2 separate regions of the Zea mays genome follow, and region 2 is linked to region 1. Evidence: chromatin contacts called from public Hi-C data. All regions are on one chromosome and are shown on one strand. The core of a region is the stretch at or near the end of the contact, and the rest is flanking DNA. Distances in the headings are between cores, read along the strand shown. Region 1 has its middle 71 kb from the start of LOC103626745. Region 2 has its middle 14 kb from the start of LOC103626749.

Region 1 (6,031 bases), core at 1,845-4,344:
CATACCACAAAACCGGCTGGCCATGGTGAACCGAGGAGAAAAGCCAGTGTGGTCACCGCTGTTAGAGCCAACGTCACGTCAAGCTAATGCAGTAAAACTAGAGGACTGGGGAAAGGTTGAGGACTCAACCTAGGTGCAAGGGATAGTAGGTTATACACGATGGAGAAGCTACGAGACCGACAGGAAATAGTGGAGCTTCGTTTTGGGTTTCAAAACACTATGGCAAGCCACACAAATAAATAGACTTGATGTGCTTCACTGGGGCATTTCACAGTGGCAAACAAGCTACAGTAATACACACATCAACTGCATTGGCCACCACGTGTCACACCGGGATTTAAGGGCAACCTGGGTGCGTCTCATATGTGCGCCAAATCGATAACCGCACATACAATGACTCAATGTATAGAGACGAATGTCACAAACTTTATTATAAAATTAGAATGTATTATAAAATAGCTGATAGTAAATAAATCGAACTAATATAACTATCTCCTTGGCACCAACAGTTTACCGGGAGACGACACCTAGATCTCATTGAACTCGTCATAGTAGTCTTCCTTCGGGGGTACCTGCTCTTCACCTGTGGGAGGGTTTATAGCGAGAATGAGCTCACATACGTTCATCGCTCAACAAGTTGTGGGGAGTAATGTGCATGAACTCACTTACGGTGGGGACTCATGTGCAGTGTAAGGTTTATCAACAAATAAGGGTTAGGGCTGAGCATTGCTTTTAATGAGTTGGTCAAATTTTATTAGTAGTTACTAAGTATAAGTATATACCGACCCAAACTAAGAGATCACATTTATAATAAATCCCACAATGCAATGCATATGACAGATTAAGGTTTAATTGCATAACTTAGCCATGTGAGTGTCCGAGCCACTCTTGACCGTGAGCACGAGTGATATACCATTTTTACACTCTATAGAGGTTGCGCATCTTTACCCACAAGCTATGTTACCCATCTGCCAAGGGGTCTAGAAATCCCATTCATCTCTACCGAGGAGACGAGGCAGGGTAGCACTATGATGCCTTTACAAAGTTCAACAAGCTTCAGAAAACCCACTATGGTTTCTACAAGAAGGGGCAATATTGGGATCCCTCGTCCAAAAAGCTATCGCATCATGATCGACCCGAGAATCTCCCTATCCTGCTAGCTCCTCACACCGCGGTTGCCCTTTTCGTTTAAAGTAGTCCTCCACTAGCATTCCTAATTAGTCAGCCAAGGGCGTCCTATTCCACCCATGTGGTAGCACTATTTTTCCGGGTGGTTCTCCATGTTCCGATTAACAAAATGATCTTATCACGATCAATAAATAATCCAACAATAATGGTAAGCATGATCATAATTCAGATGTAACATTAATCCTAGTACCAGGTAAAGCTATAGCCAAACCACCTAATAGTTCATTTTTTTGCAAGGTGTAGGGTGAACCAAACTAGGGTAACCTATTAGGTCCCATCAAATTAACCTAAGCATGCCACAATGATTATAGAGAACTGCAATACCTAATTTGTAAAAAAATATAAAAGGTGAAATTATTTTCCTTTATATATATGACTTGTTTCTACCTACTATTACATGTAAACAAACACCATTAAAAAGGGATTAAAACCCAAATACACCTAAATAACCTATGCATCATGTTGGTGTTTATTTGTTTGTGCATTTGTCTACAAAGTTAATGATAGTAGAAATAAACAAATGGTGAAATAGACATTTAAACCTAAAGTTAGAAATTTAAAATGTGGAGAAAAGGAAGGAAGAATACTAAACAAAGATAAAGAAAATAAATATAAAAATAGTTAGACCTTCCATATTATTGGGTTCAATTTGTACATTTAAAATGAGTATAAGTTCATAGTTAAAATTGAATTCAAATTTGAATTCTAGAAATTAAAAGGAAAAGAAAAGGAAAAAGGATAATATAAAAGAAAAAGGGAAAGAAAAAACCATTATTGGGCTGATTCTCACCAGGCGGCCCCCTGTCGTGCCTCGCGTGGTCGGGCGCGCACGTGCCGCAGTGCCAACAAGTGTGCCCACGGGGGTAGTGACCGGATGACTGCTGAGCCCGCTTTGCCAATTCTGCGCCCATCTCTTGTTGCGCTGACTGGTGGCCCCCTTTGGTCAGTTCCTCGCTACCTCACCACGACAACGCGAGCTGTCTCCTTCACCGGAGAAGCCAGACCTCCCTCAACCACTTCCGCACCTTCCCAACGGATCGCTCGGGAGACCCGGCCTCGTGCATAAGAACCAGCTCGCCGTTCTTTTCTCCCCCTTCCCCTCGTCTTGGTCGTAGTGTTGCATAGAGAGTTGGTGAGGAGCTGAATATTAGCGCCGTCGTCGCCGTGCTCAGGAGTTCGCCGTAATTGCGACCCTGTGTCCAGCTGTCGGGGTTCGCCGTTGCGCACAAAGCGGGTTCATACCGGTATTTGGAGCGGATTCGGGCCATCGGGTGTCAATTCCTCGCTGGAGCAGGGCGGGTCCGGCCATCTCGCGTCACGCTGCGGACGAACGTCTCCAGGACTCTAGTGCTGGTATGGATCTCTGTGTTCCATTTGTCTCCTACCTTCCGTTGCGGTTACTGTGTAATGGCATAGTACGGGGTCGTAGGGTGCCAGGGATTTCCGGTCGGTGTGCGCCTCCGCCGTGGTTCCGCGGGCTGTCGTGGTCGGGCCCAGTCCACCTGTGGTTCACTAAATGGATGCCACGACAGGGTTCGCCATAGTCTTCTCTTTGTGTAGTGTCGCGCTTGGCTCATGGCACGCTCTTGCGCTTGCGATGGCTTGCACCGGCGAGGGTGCCACCGTGTATCACACTCGTGCTGTCGTTCCGTGGAAGGGAAAGAAAGAAGACGAACCTGCACGGTTCAATCATATCGTAGTTGAACGGTCAAGATCATATGATAGGATACCCCTTCGCGTGATTAGATCATGGTCGTAGGATTCAAGACGGACGATCGTGATTAGATCACGGCGTACCAATTCGCTCTGTGGGATCTGGAACGTTGATGCGGTAATGGATGGTTTAGATTAGATCACGGCAGGATCGCCCTTCATCCATTGATTTCGGATCGGACGATCGGGGTAGGCTACCCGTTTTATAACGCGATGATCTAATCTAGTGCGTCGGTTTTAGATCGAACGGCCATAGAGGCTCCATACCCTTTCGCTACGAGCCTTTTGCACACGAACCCCTCGGGTTCAGTGGAATAAACCCGCAGTCCAGTGCTACTATTGACTGAGTCTCGAGATTTTTACGTAGTCACCCCTTCCTTTTCCTGCATTTGTCGCACAGTCTAGAGAATAAGTAAAACCATATAATAATATCAGAAATTGATTTTTAACACAAAAAATTCTAGAAACTTGTGAAATTCATATAAAATTCATTTTATCTCCTTTGTAATAATATTGTTCATCACATAGTGTCTCTGTTTTGACATAAAAACTGTATTAAAAATTATCTCTTAATTAATCTTGTACCAAGCACATAAAACCTTTGGAAATTCATAACTTAAAATCCATAGCTCTAAATTTAATGATTCTTTTTCCTATTATCTTATTTTAGTATGTAGATTATTAATATGTATTTTGTATATATGTTTGGTGTGATGTTAATTTCCTCTTCGTACTATGCTTGTTTGTATTGTGGTGAGTAGAAGAGCCAGTGGCTGAGGATCCGAGTGTTCAGCAGATAGAAGTTGCTGAGTAGGAGCTCATTGAAGGCAAGTTGTGCCCTTGACCACTTTTATTACCCAATAATGTTCTTTATAATCATTTAATTCATGCATAGGTTTTATTTTGATGGGCCCAATAGTTCACCCTAGTTTGGTTATCTTGTTACTGTTGGGGACTTGTTCTCAAATGCTATGAATTAAGAATAAGGCAACACAAAATGTTAAACGTTAATGACCTTCGTCCTTCGAATTATTATCTCCCTTAGGATATAATGATCTTGGGACGAAGGTTTTGAAGGACATACCTTCGTTGATTGTGATATATGTTAATAAAAGGAGAAGCATATGAAGTACAAGAGACAACATAAACAATCATATAACATTATTAAATCATTCTCATCATATTACCATGAAAAGGTAAAAATAATATTGAATTATAAATGTACCTTCGGCTTGAAAGAAGATAAAAGTACAAGCGTGACGCACAAGTGAATACAAGTCAGCGTGAACAGTACGAGCGTACTGTTCATCTATTTATAGGCACAGAACGCAGCCTGTGAGAAATTACATTCATGCCCTTTATATTCACTATTGACTTATAGACAAATCTATGAGGACAAGATAGCCTTTTCCCCTTTAAGTCGGTTCCTTTTTCCGTTATTTAGCCGAAGCTCCCTTGCGCGTAGCTTCGGAGCAATTCCAACCTTCGTCATGATCATGCTTTTTACATCGTATATGCTTTTAACCCGAGTCCGAAGGTACCTGTTCATATGTCACACTTGGAAGATATTGTTAAATTACGTTTTTGAGGACCTTGGGAGGACGAAGGCCCCCAACAGTAGCCCCTCGCAGTATTAATTTGTTTAAGATAACAAGTTCAGACTGCGACATGTACGAAGGCCTTAAGCCGAAGGTTCGAAAAAGCACCTTCCCTTTGCTAGAATAGCAACAGCCAATGACGGATGGGCCCCCCTTAATTTGGAGCGTGCTGAGCGTATAAATAAGAACTCACACCAGCTATATTTGATACGCTGCTTGTGCCATTTGCTTTACTTCCTCAAATTCATAGCTCTTGCTCACTAACGCTTGCTAGTATTTCAAGCTTTCTGAGCTTCGGTTAAAAAGACGCATTTTCGTCATTTCTGAAGGAGAAATGTCTCAAGACAAGAAGGTTGCTGCTGAGACGAAGCTGACTAAAGAGGAGAAGCTTTTTGAGGAGAAGAAGGTTGTGAATCCTTACATTGCTGGATTTATCGAGTCTATGGCAAAAACAAATACAGAGAAGATTACTAAGGAGATACTGGAGGGCCTGTCTGAAGATACTGGTGACAGTGATAGTTATGATGCGGAAAGTGAGGGCGAAGATTCTGAGGATCGGCCCTGAAGACCAAGTCATTCGATTTTCGGTAAATCGACCATCAAATAAAGTCATCTTGAGAACATGAGAGGAAGATACTTTTGGGATATGTCTATTGTAAGGGCTAGCGGGGACACCAACGTCCCTGCTGTAATACTCAAAGTTGTATACAAAGAATAAAAGAGAGATCTCCTCATTTTATGTGCCTTAATTGCATCATGAAAAGAGCATACATAAAACCAAGGATGATTAAATTAAACCAATGATACTAAAATAAAAGAAAGTGCATTTGTTGGAGTTTTATATGTTTGTGCATTAATAAAATAATAAGGATAATAAGATAATAAATACTAGAAGTTGAATCAAAACTCTAAATTTGAAAATAGGGTTTTGAAAATAAAAAGAAAAGAAATACCACATAAAACATAGGGAATAAATATATACATAAATACATTCTCTTCATCTCCAAATGTAAATTGGCACATTTTGATATAAGTACAAATCCATAACTGAAATTCAAATTTGAATTTGAAATCTAAAAGGAGAAATGAAAACCTAAATTTGAAAAAAAAGAGAAAAGAATACAGAAAAGAAAAAGGAAAAGGTTAAAAGCCAGTTGGGCTGCCTCCCCTCAATTCGGCCCACCTACAAATCCCTCCGCGCGGCCCAACTAGCTGCAGTCTGTGCCGACACCCGGGGCCCACGTGCCCTGCGCTCCGCCTGTTACGCTGTCGCGCGGGCCTGTGTTGTCATCACCCAGCTCCGCGCAAATACCGCGCGATCCAACGACCTCCGCCGTCCTCGCCGTAGAAATCGGCCGTAGTGGCCATGTTCGCGCATGGATCTCGCTCGAGAAGTCCGCGGTCCTCCTCCCGACTCGCCCGCGTGGTGCGTAAATATCCTCCCGGCGCCTCGGCCATTGCACGTCCCTCCATTCCATTGCCAGCTCCGTGAACCGAGAGAAGAGAGAAGGCGGAGTACCGCCGCGGGTGAA
Region 2 (6,085 bases), core at 2,700-5,199, 150 kb before region 1:
TCACCCCAACATAACCTCTCTCTACCTCAAAATCATGGTATGATTCTACCAACGCATGGGTATGAATCTTTTCAGCCCCTAGAAGGCCGAAAAAGTCTAATGTCCAATATGGGGCACCTAGAGCCAACATTAATGCCCTACAGAACCCAAACCCATGAGCCAGGGAACGACACATAGAAACACAAGCACCCCCACCGTTGTACCAAAGGGCTAGTGCATTACCATCGTCCGCCATTGATATAGTGAGAGAAGAGATAGCTGGGGCATTCCGAGACAAACCCGGAGTTAACATGTCCCATGGGGGCAGTCTTATTGAAGGCCATATGACAGCCGATTCGACTATGACCTATACTCACAAGGGACAAGGATACCTGAATTTATAAATTTTTTGGGTGACCAGGGTAGAAGCACACATGAGCATATATGCCAATTCTTAGCACAATTACGAGAATTGGCGATAGGGGGCATTCCGCGTACGTTTATTTTCATTGTCCCTAACCGGTAGTGCTTTCACATGGTACGCCACCTTGCCATCTAACCATATTTACTAATGGGGGATTTAGAGCAAAAATTCCATGATCATTTTTTCTCCAAGAATTATGAGTTAGACCTGGTCGATTTAGCAACCCTACGATAAGGAAAGGATGAATGGGTTAATGATTATATCCAGAGGTTCTGAGACACTAGAAATCGATGTTTCCAAATCCACATTGTAGAGAAATAAGCAGTAGAGTTAGCCCTTAATGGGTTGTGCTAAAGGAAAAATTAGAAGGCATCCGAGTTTTTACATTAGCACAATACATCAGCGTGCTTTGGCTTATGAGAGCTGGAGTATAGATACACCTCGAGCAGCATGTCACAATATCAATTTAGTTAATTATGATCAAAGCAGCTCAAACACCAAGCCAAAAGAGGTGTATGCCGCTGAGATGGTTTGGCTAGCCAAGGCCAAACCATCATCCCGTACCTCTCTGTAGGCTGTCCAAAAGAATCAGCAAGAAGAGGTAAAATTTACTTTAATGTTGCCAAATGTGACAAATATTTGATGAATTAGTGAAAATCGCCAACATTAAAATGACTCATACCATCCCACCTGCTGATGAATTAAAAAGGAAAGATTATTTTAAATGGTATATTTCGTTTTCTCATGCCACTAAAGAACGCAATGTATTTCATTCGCGAATTCAATAGGCCATTAACGAAGGCCTGTTAAATTTTTAAGAAATGCAGGTGGATAAATAGCCCTTCCCTATTAACACCATAGATTTTGATGGTAAGAAAATCTTGGTTCGGCCAGAGGTGGTCGATAAAGAAAAGGGAAAGGGTATCCTCATTAGCGATCCTCAGGTCCTCGATGAAAATAGGAAAATTCTCTCTAGGGAAGTCATTACTAAAAAGATGACAGATGGGGGAGAGATGCTGAAGATCACCATCAAGTCCTCCAACACTAGGGGCAGGCGCAGACAGGTGGCGGGGCCAGGGCCCCTATTCTGCATATTGTGAACGGTCCAGCCCAAAGGCGTGGACGATCCAGATCTCCGGCGGATAGTCCGGCCAGTGTGGGCAGACGGTCTGGCAGTGACCAGAGGCAGCAACGACTACATACCTTCAAACCCCGACAACCTAAAATAGGTACGTGCAAACAAAATACAGCTAAAGCACCTGGTCGACTCATTAAAGTCGGCCCAACTTTGACCAACTGTTGTCTAAGTATGTCAACAAAAAGGCTAGTTACAATGATCGGCCGGTAAAGTGACCCTATTTGCCCACCCGAGGCAGGCAGGCAAAAGCAACTGGGTCATCTCAACAAACAAGGCCGAATAAATCGACCCAAAATGTTGTTCAATTAGTCCCAAACGCACAACTCACTTCAACACCATGGACCCCTCCACCTCAATATCCACCCATGCCATACCCACCTCAATTCTCATACCCTCATACATACATGCCCCTCCCATATGTTCGAAATCACATGTGGAGCATGTCGCCATACCCTTATGAGATGCAGCCACACCCAGCTTGGGGGGCACAAGAAACATATGTGTTTGATAGGCTGGCACCACCAGTACATGACCGATTGGGTCCTCCCCAATCTGGTCATCAGGAACAGTTTTTGCAAGGTTGCCAGAATACCCGGCCCCAAAAGCCAACCAATCCGGTAGGGGGCATAGGGAAAAAACTCCCACATCTATAGAATTCGCCCCATGTTCCAAGGAAGGAAAAGGACAATAGCTGGTGACATTATTAGAATAGGCACAACATGGGTCATCATTAATGGTTATAATGAATGGACGATGACCTTCGGTAAATTGGTCGAAACTAATAAAGAAAAAGATAAAGTCAATACCTGTAAAGCCCTAAAATTTGTATAAGGAAAAAAATTATTATTAATAATAATGAAATAAATAAATACATGGAGTTACATAACATCGTTTTGGGAATTATGTGTTTTCCCTTTTCTTTGTGAATACTCACTTAAGAGAGATAAAGTAGTCAAATAACAAATAAATAAATATAGAAATAGGCATCTCATGCTAAAGTTTTCTTGTATGTTGCATTTGAATTCAAATGTATGAGACAAGTTTAAGTTTGAAAAGTATAATTTGTAACCCCGAAAATTCCATTTTAGAGTCTATAACATTTTTTCTAAAAGATTGATGATCTTCAATTCACTAACCAAAACAGAGTATTTTTTTCCTTCATAAAAGTATAACATAAAAACTTTTCAGAGTATTTAAGTAACTCTTACTTGATTCTAAAGATAAGTAAGTAGTGAATATTCAATTTTAGTTTATTATTAACTTCTTGATCCTACAAAAAAATAATATTTTTCTAAAATGAATGATATGTGTGTGCATAATGGAAACAATTGCACTAGGGATCAAAATAATTAAATATAAGCATATGAAAATAAACATAAATAAATTCATATTGTGATCTTTGTGTGCTGCATATTATTTGGATATTTAAAAAAACAAATCACAATCAGATTTGAATTTGGCATGTGAAAATAAGGGGGGAAATTGGAAAAAAGAAAATAAATAAATAAAAAGAAAAAAGACAGAAACCTGTGCTGGGCCGACTTCCCTCCATTCGGCCCACGAATGAATTTCCCCAGCCATCCGCGCGCCGACATGTGGGTCCCTGGGTCCAGCGATTCCCCTCCTCCCGCGGCCCAGTTTCCTTTGCACGCGCCTCTCTTCGCTCTCGCTGACAATTGGGCCCAGTGCGTCAGCCACTTTCCCCAATCCCGTGCCCGTGAGTCCGATTGACCCGGGCACTCGTCGCGGATGACTCGCTGTCGAGTGGGCCCCTTTGTCAGTTCGTTCTTCTCCAACTGAACGCGCGTTTGGCGGACGAAAATCCCTCTCCGTGGTTTCCAGGCGGGTTGTTTCACCGGAACTTGGGTATAAGAACCCAGTAGCCGTGACCTTCTCTCCGCATTCCATCCAAGCACCGCCACCATAGGTCAACTAGGTGTTTTGTCGCACGCGCCGAAGCTTCGCCACGAGGGAGAACAGAGGAGAAACCCACCGCCAGACTTAATCTCCATGGGCGGGAGCCGGCTCGACCTCGGCGACCAGTCCAGAGGGAAGAGGAGCGCGTAGGGTAGATGTGCGGTGGGAGATTCAGGCTCGGGATCATGCGGTCCAATGGGAATTCGTCGCCGGCGTTCGAGGTTGCCGCCGCCCGCTCCTCACCGTGGTCTGGGCACTGGGCTGCATACATCTGGGTGTTACCCTTAGATCAATTCGCCTTGCTCTCCTCTACGCGTAGCGTTCATCTAATCTAAGTTTGGACATTGGAATCGTATCTCGGCTCGCACTGGCCATGGCGCCGCTGTACCCAAGAGCGGTGTTTCACCGGGTCGGCGTTGGGAAGTAGTGGACAGCGTGGTGGTCGTTGGTCTAAAATGAACGGCTGTGATCAAACACTGTGTAGCGATTCGGCTGGATCAATTGGGACCGTCGATCGTGGGATAGAGGGGCGAGATTGGACCGAGGATGTAAACCTTTAGTCATTGGATCTGGGCCGTCAATTTTGTATCGGACATATCAAGATTCGTACCGATTCGTAGTGGCCGGATTTCTAATCTGGGCCCTTGGGACTAGATCGGATGGCTCAAAATCCATCATACCCCTTCAGCCAGGGGATTATGTATAAGAGACCCTGGACATTTTAATAATAACCCGAGGTCCTTGCACCAGGAATCATAGTCTTAGGGGAATTGTGATTTAGGCCCCTGATCTTTTAAGAAATATTGTGCCTAGTCCGTAAGCTTAGGAAATTCTAGAAAATAATTTAGAAAAGTGTTTTTGTGTATAAAAATATATCCAGAACTTATTTAATTCATAGAAATTTCATTTTAACTTCTTTTTAATCCGTTTCAGTTGCATTAATTTTGTTTTAATATTGTCTATCAACTAATAGCACTGTTTAGCCAAGAAACTTGAATTAAAATTGTTCATTTGGATTAATCTATTCTAAGCACTAAATAATTTCGGAAATTCATAACTTAATAACCGTAGCTCCGAATTTAGTGGTTCTTGTTTCTACGATCTCGTTACGCAACGTAGAATATTGTTATGCAGTTTATTCTTATGTTTGGTGTGATGTTAATTTTGCCTATACATGTTTGTCTGTATTGCTACGTTTAGCAGTGAGGACACGTGTCATCTGAAGAGCAAGTTGGTACCTAGAATCTCAATTCCCAGGCAAGTTGTGCCCTTGATCACTCTTTTTTACCCACTCATGTTCTGATTAATCATAATGATCTACATAGGTTAATTTTGATGGGACCCAATAGGTTACCCTAGTTTGATTATCTTTATGGCTTGTTTACCACTGAACTTTTTGGGTAGTACTTGCTAGTGCTATATGTGGATTTGGGCATTGAGATACACATTTTTCATGATTATACTTTTGTTATCAGTTGTTATTTACTGTTCATGATAAGATCATTATGTTAATTGGAACATGGAGCGACCACCCGGGAAAACAGTGCTACCACAAGGGTAGTATGGGATGCCCTTGGCTGATTAACTAGGAAAGCTAGTGGATGACTACCTTACCCGAAAGGGGCAAGGGCAGTCGGGGAGTGGTCAGTGTAGGGAGGTCCTTGGGTTGATTTTGCTGCGATGACGGTTAGGTGAGGGATACCTGCATTGGAGCTTACTATAAACTGTAGCAGGTTTTCTGAAGCTAGTGGAACTTTATAAAGGCCTCGTAGTGTTACCCTGCCTCGCTTCCTTGGTAGAGGTGTATGGGGCCCGTACAACCCCGTGGCAGATGGATAACATGACTTGTGGGTAAAGATGTGCAACCTCTGCAGAGTGTAAAACTGGTATATCAGCCGTGCTCACGGTCATGAGCAGCTCGGACCCTCACATGATTAATTTATAGTACTTAAATTCAATTTGTCATATGCATTGCATCGCAGGTGTTGTTATTACTTTTGTTCTACTACTTAATTGGGTTTGGTATTTACCTATACTTAGTAATTGCTAATAAAATTTTGACCAACTTTAAAAGCAATGCTCAACTTCAACCATCCTCTTTGGTAAGCCTTAAACTTCACGTGAGCTCCCACCTTTGGCGAGTCATGCACATTATTCCCCACAACTTGTTGAGCTATGAACGTATGTGAGCTCACTCTTGCTGTCTCACACCCCCACAGGTCAAGGACAGGTATCGCAGGATGAGGCGCATGGAGGATGTTGTGATGTGTTCGTGAGAGGTCTAGGCCGTCGTCTCCCAGTCAACTTTGGGTTGCTGGACCGTTGTCTACTTATAATGTAATTATTTATTTATTTTGTATAGAACTCCTATTATATAGTAAAGATGTGACATTCGATCCTGTGCCATGATTCATCATATGTGTGAGACTTGGTCCCAGCACACCTGATGATTATGTTCGCGCCCGGGTCTTGGTGCCCCGAAACCCGGGTGTGACAATACCGCTAAAATAGTTGTCCTCAAATACTCCATGCCCCGATGGTGCCCATTGGGACTAACACACTCTCAAAAGTGCAAGTTGTAGCGCCTAAGAGCAAAATGAAGAAGGCAAGAGAAAGCAGAAAAAAAT

Evidence for each region. Hi-C and Micro-C count contacts between places; a contact is called where the count stands out from the background.
Region 2: a Hi-C map of leaf shows a contact between it and region 1, with 4 times the contacts expected there. The contact joins two enhancer-like sites. A contact is called at or near these places in 2 of 25 Hi-C or Micro-C datasets (endosperm and leaf).

What each region holds. Positions count from the first base shown.
Region 1 is chr5:100,589,189-100,595,219 of Zm-B73-REFERENCE-NAM-5.0, reverse strand. No RefSeq gene overlaps it. Among protein-coding and RNA genes, the nearest start is that of LOC103626745, 71 kb to the right of the region's middle. Within about 2 kb of position 3,094, at least 18 of the 20 cell types and tissues checked have an H3K27ac peak or open chromatin away from gene starts, as enhancers often do. A contact at or near this core is called in leaf, where this site is marked.
Region 2 is chr5:100,743,400-100,749,484 of Zm-B73-REFERENCE-NAM-5.0, reverse strand. No RefSeq gene overlaps it. Among protein-coding and RNA genes, the nearest start is that of LOC103626749, 14 kb to the right of the region's middle. Within about 2 kb of position 3,949, at least 17 of the 20 cell types and tissues checked have an H3K27ac peak or open chromatin away from gene starts, as enhancers often do. A contact at or near this core is called in leaf, where this site is marked.